2 separate regions of the Hordeum vulgare genome follow, and region 2 is linked to region 1. The links are chromatin contacts, called in public Hi-C maps. All regions are on one chromosome and are shown on one strand. The core of a region is the stretch at or near the end of the contact, and the rest is flanking DNA. Distances in the headings are between cores, read along the strand shown.

Region 1 (5,909 bases), core at 1,823-4,322:
ATCGGGATTTGTCACTTCGTGTGATGGAGAGGTATCTCTGGGCCCACTCAGTGGAACATCATCATGAGCTCAATGTGACTAAGGAGTTAGTCACAAGATGACGTGCTACGGAACGAGTAAAGAGACTTACCAGTAACGAGATTGAACAAGGTATAGGTATACCTACGATCGAATCTCGGGCAAGTTCTATACCGACAAACAAAGGGAATTGTATACGGGATTGACTGAATCCTTGACATCGTGGTTCATCCGATGAGATCATCATGGAACATGTGGGAGCCACCATGGGTATCCAGACCCCGCTGATGGTTATTGGCCGGAGAGTCTCTCGGTCATGTCTGCATGCCTCCCGAACCCGTAGGGTCTACACACTTAATGTTCGATGACGCTAGGGTTATAGGGAATTGTTATATGAGGTTACCGAAGGTTGTTCGGAGTCCCGGATGAGATCCCGGACGTCACGAGGAGCTCTGAAATGGTCCGGAGGTAAAGATTGATATATAGGATGGATGGGTTTGGACGCCGGAAATGTTTCGGGCACCACCGACAAAGTGCAGGGACCACCGGAAGGGTCCGGAGGCCCACCGGGAGGGGCCACAAGCCCCGGAAGGCTATATGGGCCAAGTGTGTGAGGGAACCAGCCCCTGGGTGGGCTGGTGCACCCCCACACCCAGCCCATGGCGCATCAGAGAGGAATGGGGGGAACCCTAGGCGCTGGTGGGCCTAAGGCCCACCAGGGGGTGCGCCACCCCCTCTCCTGCCCTGGCCGCCGCCCCCCTCTCCCATCTGGGTTGTCGCCACCCCTAGGGGGGAACCCTAGAGGTGGCGCACCCCTCCCCTCTCCTCCTATAAATAGAGGGGGGTTTGGGGCTGTTGGAGACACAAGTTGATCTCTCCCTTGGCGCAGCCCTGTCCCTCTTCTTCCTCCTCTCCCACGGTGCTTGGCGAAGCCCTGCCGGGAGACGTCGTCTCTCCATCGACACCACGTCGTCGTGCTGCCGAAGATCTTCCCCAACCTCTCCCTCCTCCTTGCTAGATCAAGGTGCGGGATACGTCACCGGGCTGCACGTGTGTTGAACGTGGAGGTGCCGTGGTTCGGCACTAGATCGGAATCACACCGCGATCTGAATCGCCGCGAGTACGACTCCATCAACCGTGTTCTAGCAACGCTTCCGCTTAGCGATCTTCAAAGGTATGAAGATGCACTCTTCCCTCTCTTGTTACTGGTCTCTCCATAGGAAGATCTGAATATGGCGTAGGAAAATTTTAAATTTATGCTACGTTATCCAACACCCATGGTGGCGTGTGGGCTACTACTTCTAGTGTTATACTCCTTCCGTCCCAAAATAAGTGACACAACTTTGCATTAGTTTTGTACCAAAGTTAGTACAAAGTTGCATCACTTAATTTGGAACAGAAGGAGTATATGCTATGTGCTTGTGTGTGGAAACTTGGATGGATGATGCTTGTGTGCACGGGCTAGATGGAACGGAACCATGCTTCCAAATTGACATAAGACAATTATAACTTTAGTTTAACACCATGGAAGTGACAATATGGGGTGAAAAAAAACTCTTAACTATGTCATTTACGGCTATAACAGTACAATCAACACTTAAAACCAATCTACGAAATAACAGAGCATTTGAGTCATTTCAGCACGTTTCAGCACCAACCGCGGTTGCTACAACACAACTACCAAACATGTGCATCTTGGTTCCAACCTTTCAATCGCAACTAGTAACCGGAGCTGCTCCTTCCAGCCGGAGCTGTTGCAGTTGCAATCGTGAAAGTTGCATCCCAAACAAACATACCCTAAACCTACTTATGATCCTACACCCTCGGAGCTCATTGTTGAATTTCTTAACAAACGATGTAAGTGTGGGTTGATGTTAATAAACTAGCCGTGAAGATCTTCCGGTCAAAAAATTAAAATCGGCAAACCGTTTAAATTGTCTACTTACTCCTATCTAGACATTGTACTTCATTTTTTACTAATGCATATCTCATACTATACATATATGTTGAGTATAGAACACGAAACCAGACTATCAAAGCATTGCTATCCAGTCTCGCATACTATATATTATTCAATAACCAATATGTAAAAATGTCCGAATAATTTTACTTCTACAAACATATCTCATAAAAACTGAATAAGTCTTGGCCATGTCTCAACCCCAGTGTGGTTGATCACCCTGCCGGACCAGCTACTGCCTACTGATCATCATTTTTAGTGCTGGCTAGCAATGTTATTACTTGGACAAAAACACATATCTATCATGTAAAAGATGTCATATTTTTGGTACTAAATTAATAAGGAGGCAATAAAATGCTGTGGATCTTTGGGTCTTGGGTGCAAATGCACCTCAAATTGGATTTTTTTAAGAAGTATTGTAAAGTTAGTCAAAAATTTCAGAAACTTCTTTCAAACAAGAATGATGCGGTGTTATGCTCATGTGACTCTTCGCGAAGGATTGAGGTTCATGGTATTCTAGGCGAAGCAAAACAAAATTGACACTATATAAACATATTCACACATTTTGTTTCTGCCACGCAGTCCACATAAGTCACTTCTTCGCGAAACTTTTTACATGAGTATAACACTACAAGGTTCTTGTCTCCAAAAAGTTCCAGAATTTTTTAACTCTTTTTGTAATTTATAAATCATTTTTTTCAAAGAGGTTGCTTGGAACCCAAAACCAATTAGGTATTTCCGGGCATTAAAATGACATATATAACACCAGAAAGGTTCTCCTATATGACATGAATGCGCCAGCAATTTCTCCGATAAGTACCGTTGTATATTTGTGCAGGAATTAGTGTACCACTTTCACTAGAAAATTTCTCCAACGAATACCCTCGTATATTTTCAATTTCTGGCAGGAATTGAAAATATGCCGTAAATATATTTTAGCGGCACTGTTTATCCTTTTGACGAAGAAATGAATCCCATTACTCGGCAATAAATGTGACACGGGTACTCCCAGCAATTTGACCCTGGACCTGGAGCCTCGTCTAGTCTAATCCACCTCCCCACTAATCCACCAGCTGTTTACACCGGGTCAGCTAACCGCCCTCTCAATAGATCAACGTCACTCCCCATCTTGTTCCTCTTGGTCGCCACCACCCCCACTGGTCAAAGGCAGCGCCACCCACATCACAGTACAAGCCAAGGCACGCCAAGGCAGAGAGGAGGACCAGGCGTAGGTGGATGCTGTGAGCCCGCCTTGTCGGCCCCCATTCACACACCAGGCACATGGAGCATCCGGCGCCGGCGCCGGAGCCGATGCTGCTCGACGAGCAGCCCCCCACCGCAGTCGCCTGCGAGAAGGTAACCGGATCTGTGCTGGGATGGCGTTGGCCGTGTGTTTCTTGCCGTGGTGTTCCGTTGAGCTAATGTTTAGCGTGTTGGCGCTCTTGCTGAGCAGAAGCAGCAGGATGGCGAGGCGCCGTATGCGGAGGGGAACGACGCCATGACCGGCCACATCATCTCTACCACCATCGGCGGCAAGAACGGCGAGCCCAAGCAGGTGAGCTGAGCGTCTCTTATGTTTCCCATGTGTCTCTTGGCCTGAGCTTGCACGGCCAGTTCTTGCCTTGGTGAGATGTATGTGGATCCTTGGTTAGGTTTTTCTTCGTTTACGGAGAACAAAAAGAATGATAGACAGCGGCTGAATTTATCAAGGACGATGGAGCTTGTCAGCCTATTTTTGCAGTGCTCATTTGTTTGATCCTCATGTAACTATGGTTTGCTCAAGAGATCTGTTCCAAATATGCCTGTGTGGTGTTCAATAGTGTGGGTTTTCGGGACAAATTTGGACGGCCTCAGTTAGATTTTGGATGATGCCCCTTTGGCGCCCAGTTGGTAATGTCCTGCTTTGTTTTTCAGACGATTAGCTACATGGCAGAGCGCGTTGTGGGCACTGGTTCGTTTGGCATCGTCTTTCAGGTGATTGCTCGAGCCATTGCTTGTTTCCATGTTTGTGTTGTTCACCATCAGCCTGATGTTTAGTGAAATGGTTGCATGTGTAGGCTAAATGCTTGGAAACTGGGGAGACGGTGGCCATTAAGAAGGTACTGCAGGACCGGCGGTACAAGAACCGTGAGCTGCAGCTTATGCGTTCGATGAACCATTCCAATGTTGTCTCCCTCAAGCACTGCTTCTTCTCAACCACAAGTAGAGATGAGCTGTTTCTGAACCTTGTCATGGAGTATGTCCCGGAGACGCTCTACCGCGTGCTTAAGCATTACAGTAATGCCAAACAGGGGATGCCACTTATCTATGTCAAGCTTTACACCTATCAGGTTTGTGAATTGCCAATGAATAAATGTGAAATGTGTGCCTGTCATTGTGCAACTATTCTAAGTCAATTTGACATTGGTGGCAGCTATTCAGGGGGCTGGCGTACATTCATACTGTTCCAGGAGTCTGTCACAGGGATGTGAAGCCACAAAATGTTTTGGTATGTATCGGTGAACACTGGCTGTGTGCATCACTTGATGCAGAGGACGGGGTCTTCCCCTTTCCGGAATAAAATGTATCAGTGAACACACTGAACAGATTTGCTCGGTTATCATGCATGGCTTTTCATGTTTGATTTTGAATTTGCTTCCTTATACAGGTTGATCCTTTAACACATCAAGTTAAGGTCTGTGACTTTGGAAGCGCAAAAGTTCTGGTATGTTGGCTCTTTCCCCAAGAGTTTGGTGATACATACACACTGCTTAGATCCATTTGTCCTGTCGTGTAGACTACTCATTCTATTCAATATTGAACCAGAATTGGCATCATGGTCTGTGCTATTTTGATTTATCCTTACTGTTTTAGGTTTATAGCTAGTCAGTCGTTAAGATTAAAATTAAGTCACTTTTATACACTTTACAATTTGACTTCTTCAGATAGCATTGGTTATAAACTATTATCTCTGTATTGCGCTTATTCCCTACTGGCATGCTGAATTCTTGCTTTAGCCGAAAGTAAAGTTTCTGATCTTCACTTCATTTGATTACATTGGGTGTCCGACACTGAATATAAAATTTAGTTCCTTTGCTACAATATCAACCTGCATAGTACTTTGATGTTACTTACCTGCTAATCTGATATCATTTTTCTTGTGCTGCTCTATCAGGTGGCGGGTGAGCCCAATATATCATACATATGCTCACGCTACTACCGTGCTCCGGAGCTTATATTTGGTGCGACTGAATATACATCATCGATAGATATATGGTCAGCTGGTTGTGTTCTTGCAGAACTGCTCCTTGGTCAGGTTAGTTCCTTCGTTTTATTCACATATTTTGCAACCTCCTAGGTTCCAACTAAGATGTCAATACTGTAGTTTCTGATCTTCCATTTCTTTTTGCTAGCCATTATTTCCAGGAGAGAGTGCAGTCGATCAACTCGTAGAGATAATCAAGGTCTGCAAACATTCCATATCTCTCTCTTTCGCTTATACTATTAAATGATGTTGACCTTTGTGATGTTCTTGTAGGTTCTTGGAACACCAACTCGGGAGGAAATACGTTGCATGAACCCGAATTATACGGAGTTTAGGTTTCCGCAGATAAAAGCTCATCCTTGGCACAAGGTAGACTTGCAATCTCATTCATGTCCAATCATTTATTACATTTGTTTTTATTAATATATGTGGCTCACTGTTATTAATACAGTCCAGCCATATATAAGATCTGCTGTAATATACTTTAAGGTATATAACAATGTGATGTGATGCCTATGTTTACTGATTGCTCTTTGCTGTGATCAGGTTTTTCACAAGAAAATGCCTCCTGAAGCCATAGATCTTGCTTCACGTCTTCTTCAATATTCACCAAGCCTCCGCTGCACTGCTGTAAGTTTTTTTTTTTTTTGACGTTGCTTGCTCTTCTAGGTGTTTGCCTCTGCAAGT
Region 2 (5,887 bases), core at 1,496-3,995, 210 kb after region 1:
ACTCCTGATTAAGCCGGTCGAGCTGCTGGTACGTGCCACACCCAAGCCCAAGGATGCACGCCGTGTGCTCCTGGCACCACGCGCTCCCATGATGCCGTGCTGCGCCATGGCTTCCAGCAACGCCTTCAGGGCTTTCGTCGAATTGGGTCTGTCGGACGAATGCTACGGCAACGCGGCGTTCTGCGCGGCCGGCAGCATGACGAGACTCCTAACGCGACAGGCACTACAAAGGCAAAGCCGGAACGCATCATGACAAGACTCCTAACGCGGCCACAGAGCAGGGCTGTAGAGCAAGACGCAGCAGAGACTCCTAACGAGGCCACAGAGCAGGGCTGTAGAGCAAGATCACGACAGACAATGTATGGCACGGCAGTAGTGCTGCACACTTGCTGGTCGGAGGAGAGAAGATGAATATGACAGATGGACCCATATAGTCAGTCAGCGAGAATAGAGAGTGATCTCTGCCAGGATTGTTACTTTCCTGACGTGTCAAACATGTATAAACTGATCCAAGGTTTAGATAAGAGCGGCATTAGTAAATACAGGGTGTCAATTTCAGGGATTGAAAGGTTAGGGTTCATTCTCGACGGACGGTATGAATTCAGGGTTTAAAACAAACTTCACTCATAGCAGAAAATAAGTTGATGAAATGTTCAATTTCAAATATGAAACATGAAAAGATTTGATGGAATTATAGATGCATGTCAGCCCAACAGATGAGGCAAAATTGATAGTGCAACTTTGTATCCAATAAACATACGATTCCATGATCCAGAAGGAGGACTGACTTAGGCTCTAACAACAACTTAATCAGTCCAAAGGATACTAGCTAGCATGGGACTTGTTCAGGATGACACCCTCATACTTGACCTGGAACCACTTCATGGCATCTTCCTTGGTCACCCTTTGGTGGATCCCAACACGGGCCTTGCATCGGCGCCGGCGGGAGACACGGTATCCAGCACGCTCCAGAACGACAAAGAAGTCCATACCATAGATACCAGTTGACGGGTCATACCTGACAGAATTAAAACAGTAAGCTTTTAGTATGTAAGCAATAGGATATCAATATTTGCATGCAACCCACAGCTCAGAGGAACGTAAAACACTTTTCAAGAACAAGGTTACAACTAACAAGTTCAGACATATAAATACATAAAAAGTATGTCAACTGATCAAACTTAATGGACAACATACAGGTATAACTGATAGTACCAACAAGGCATTATTGATTCTTTACTTGGGAAAGAGAAATGATATCAGACCTTTTTGAACTAAAGCACAAAATATCAATTGCAGCAACAAACACTAGCATGTACAAAGGGAGGAACTCCAACAGTGTAAAACTTAAGGAGGTACACTAATTGGTAAAATAAGAACAATCATTAAACAATTGGATTCTCTGCTTAAAAGGTGCAATCATTAAACAGATGAGAGTTTTTTATGGAAATTTTCAACTCAGAAACACATTGGGAACAACTGGATCCATCACAGCAAAATAATTTCAGACTGGAGCAACACCTACTCAAGGAACTTCCAAGAACAAACAAATATAAAGTGCAGCAATAGAAAAACATACTAAAAGTATTTATCATGATTATGCATTTCAAACTTTACAAGCATGTGCATGGCAAAATCCTTCTGATGATAAAAGTTAACCATTTTCCGTTAAGATTACTACAACATGCACATAAGGAAACCCCTGTGATAACTCCACAACGATTTTTAATAGAAGAATACATCAGACAAGAAACTTTATGTTGAAAATATCACAGCTTACAATAAAGTGATATAAGTGAACCAAAATTATAGTCCTACCTATATAATTCGCATATATAAAATGCAGCCAGAACTAAGTACAGGAAGATTATCTTACTTCATGCCAAGATCAATGTGCTCCTGAATACCAAACCCAAAGCAACCAGTGTCACTGAAGTTCCTCCTCAGGAGCTCGTACTCCTTCACCTTCAGCCCACTCTCGAGAAGCTGCATTGCCTTCTCACCCCTGATTGTCACATAGCAGGCAATCTTCTCATTACGACGAATGCCGAAAGACCTGACAGTGTACCTCGCTGCAAAGATAAAACCGCCATGACCATAAGCACCCCTGGGTGTTGAAACCAGACAAGAATTGTCGAGCAAACTTTAGATCGTGGACAATATCTTACCCTTGGAGAAAACTGGCGACTGCCCGCTCAGCTGCTCCAACACCTGATGAGTAAATTCGTATAAATTAGACTCGCGTCTCAAAAAAAAATGTGCAAGCACACATAAGATGAACAACGTAGAGCACTTCGGGATAAATTTCATTTGGAGTGGATTGCGAAATTGTAGATCTATGACCATACGCACTGAAACAATATCAGATACAGCGAAGGATTTTAATTGTTCTTTTGTCGAGGAGACCGTGTTGCGTGACGGGATTGATGGGTCGGGGATCTATGATACCTTGGCAGCGCGAGTGAGGCGATCGCCGCTCTCGCCGACGGAGATGTTGAGGACGAGCTTCTGCACCTTGATCTCCCGCATGGTGTTCAACTGTTTCTTTTCAGTCGACTGCGAGGGACAAACGCGTAAGAACAAAGGGACACGCAAGAAATGGCGAGCGTTGGCATCGCGGCAGGAGTAGGAGAGCTCACCATGATGATCTGACCGGGGAGGCCGCCGGTGGAGAGGAAGCGGACGATGGGAGGGTTTTGGTTCTGGGTGTGGCTGCGGCGGCGGAAACCCTAGAAATCTCCCGGGTCTTATATAGGGGGGGCGCTGGAGGTTGCCGAGCGACGATTTCGCGGAATGGCGTGGGGGGCTTGGAGTGGTCCGATCAATGGATGGACGGCTAGGATATTCAGCTCGGCTTGTGCTTTCTTACTAGCTGGGCTGTTGAGGTTCTCCGGCCCAGCCGGATGGCTAGCTGGACCGGACTCCCGGCCATATTCAATCCAACCAATCTACATTCTAGAGGCCCCTGAAAAAAATACATTTTAGAGTTTCTTACAAAAAAAAAAACTTAGAGCAATGTTTCTCTTCAAAAGATAAATCTAGAACATGAGAGTTTTACTCCAAATACAATGTCGGACCTCTACAAAAATGCAACTTTATCCCTTTGGGCAACAATCTTTTCACTATTTTTATAGGCCATGGTCTACGATAATCGTCTTATGTGTGTCGGACAGAGTCAACTTCTTGAGTTTTGTTATCGGTTTTGCTTTCTCTCCGGGTTTGATTGGGTTGACAAAGAAGTTAACCGATAAGGGGTTTAACAGACCCTAGCTTTCCATAGAAGTCTAGATTGAATTTCGACTTTCCTCCATGTCATGTCCGGTATGTACCTTCTAGCTAAAATATCAAAAAAAATACATCATAAACGTATCATTTTTATAAGAGAATTAAATTGTATTGCGAGTGATACGATAGGGCTAAAACTCGATGTTATACAATCACTGGTGACCACTCATAGTAGCTTTGATCTCCTTCACTCAAGTGTTTTTCGATAGTCTGTACTCATCAAGAACTTGATTCACCAACGTACACTCATTATTTGCAGTTGTGTGTTAGTGAAACTAGGGCATTTTGTTGTTCCTAGAGGCTCCACCAAATTAACATTGCAAGAAAGTCAAAGTTCCCTCACGACATCCTCTTGCAAGTTCTTCTTATTAAGATCTCTGTGATAAAAGGCAGTTTTATGCACGCTTAGGTGCTAAGCAACAAAGATGCGTGTCTAGGGTCATGCTAGGGTTGTAAACATGGTCAAGTTGAGGCAAGCAGGAAATATGTCATTCCATATGAGATCATGTCATATTGCGGTAACTGACAATATGAGTGTTGGTAGTTTATTAATTTACATGCTTTAAATTAATGTATATACACATATAATATTCAAGGTGCATACATGATAGTCATAACTATATGACTGCATGTGTTGCGATGTATGGGTCGTTCTGTAATGATTTTCACAAATTAGAGGGGGCATGAGGAAGAGCATGAAGGAGAAGGACAACAAGATGAAACACAAAGATAGCTAGTGTAGCATACTTGTTGAAGCACACTAGGCAAATGCCCGAGCGTTGCAACGAGACTTTATATAAAAATAATAATGAGGTAAACTTTACTTTATGTATTCGGAACATTTGCAGCTACGTGAGCTGCAAGGATATCCTTCACAAATGTGTTTCTTTGAATGATTTTCATAGCACACAAGGATTTAGGTTAAACTTCAATATATGTAATATTTAAAGAATGGTGGAGTAAATCATGTTGGGGGATGATCTTCAATAAAAATGTTGAGGTACCATGACTTAAAGTGGTCTAAAACTCTAAATGCAACACCCCTTCACGTGCATGGTGTGACATTAAAAAGAAAAAAATGTCATGATACAAAATATTTAAATTGACATGTTATGTGTTTTATTTGTCTAAAACCAAAAGTCACACAAAATAAAAATGATGTGATTCAGAATTAAGAATGTCATGCCAATAAAAATAAATTTAGCTCGCTAAAAGATAAAAAGAATGCCACGTTCTTAACAATAAAATTGCATGCTCTTGATCACAAAAATGCCATCATAAAAAATTCCATGCTATGTAGTTTCTTCATCAAGAAAATCATGCAAAAAGATTGCAGTGGTTCTCAAATTAGAATTGGCATGCCATTCAATATATATTCACCATCCTACAGATACAAAAAATGCCAAGATCTTTAAAAAACAAAAATGACATGCTCTTCATAATTGAAATGCAGGAGGAGAAGTCGTTCCATAAAAACAACAAACATATGTGATATGAATCTATTCCATCACCTAGAGGAGGAGCTCGCGACTTGGGTCGGCACTTGCTCGAACTAGCTGATGGCAATCGTGGGGGAGATGTGCCAAGAGGCTGCACCACCGTCGGGCGAGGACTCTAGCATCAATGAAATGGACGAGTACGAGAAGGAGCAAGCCACACTAAAGGTCATTGATGTGGTCCGCTCCTCCGCTTGGATGGACGGGGGCATAACACTGTCTAGTGACCAGTAGCTTCGCTCGTAGCCGCATCAACCATCAACCTATGCCTCGGGGGTAGGGACACTCGCGAGGCCAAAGCGTCCTCGCAACCTTCCAGATACACCCCCTGTGACACTCTCACGTAATAATGAGTTGCGGCTATATACGCCCGGGGGCCCCGAGGACACGGAGGGGTCCCACCCACGCCTAATGGCAGCCCTATGCTCCGCGCTGGGGAGAAGACCGTGACACTCTCACGTAATAACGAGTTGCGGCTGTATATGTCCGGGGCCCCCCGAGGACGCAGAGGGGTCCCTCCCACGCCTAGTGGCAGCCCTAGGCTCCGCGCTGAGGAGAAGACGGAGGCAATCAACTCAGTCCGCCAATGACTATGCCCGCAGCTAGCAAGGAAATCAACACAGTCCACCAATGACTATGCCCGCAAGTGGCAAGGAAATCAACACAGTCCACCAATGACTATGCCCGCAGGTGGCAAGGAAATCAACACAGTCCACCAATGACTATGCCCACAACTGGCCACGAAGTCAACCCAGTCCACCTACGACTACGCCCACGCTCAATGCGAGGGACGGACAACTGGAGGTACGGAGCCGCTCGTACGCCAAGGGGGATACCTGAGCATCGCGACTTAGGGGCCTAATTGCGCCCGTAGCCTTCCCTCTTGGCCCGTCCTGGAATCCGGTCGGTTCAATGTCGGTGGAGGTACGCGAAGGGCGGGCCCTGCCAACGCAGAGCCTAGTGCGCTCAACAAGCCACTTAAAATATCTTAGGGAGAATGTTGGAGTCACTCGTATGTCAAGGGGGACTTCTGAGCATTGTGACTCAGGAGCCTGAATTGCACCCGTAGCCCCTTCCCTCTTGGTCCGCCCAGGCGGTCCAACGGC

What was found. Hi-C and Micro-C count contacts between places; a contact is called where the count stands out from the background.
Region 2: a Hi-C map of seedling shows a contact between it and region 1, with 4 times the contacts expected there. The contact joins the promoter of LOC123427513 here to the promoter of LOC123427504 in region 1. A contact is called at or near these places in 3 of 6 Hi-C or Micro-C datasets (leaf and seedling) and 1 of 1 datasets of contacts at active chromatin or transcription factors (embryo).

The regions. Positions count from the first base shown.
Region 1 is chr1H:150,292,413-150,298,321 of MorexV3_pseudomolecules_assembly, forward strand. It overlaps LOC123427504 (shaggy-related protein kinase GSK2), which reads left to right and starts at 3,073. Exons shown (of 12, transcript XM_045111576.1): 1 at 3,073-3,334; 2 at 3,432-3,533; 3 at 3,893-3,952; 4 at 4,036-4,308; 5 at 4,392-4,466; 6 at 4,626-4,682; 7 at 5,133-5,273; 8 at 5,371-5,421; 9 at 5,496-5,591; 10 at 5,769-5,852. The coding sequence starts at 3,260.
Region 2 is chr1H:150,501,834-150,507,720 of MorexV3_pseudomolecules_assembly, forward strand. LOC123427513 (60S ribosomal protein L11-like) reads right to left here and starts at 2,746. Exons shown (of 5, transcript XM_045111585.1): 1 at 2,640-2,746; 2 at 2,449-2,556; 3 at 2,169-2,211; 4 at 1,877-2,072; 5 at 658-1,018. The coding sequence starts at 2,642. The coding sequence ends at 826.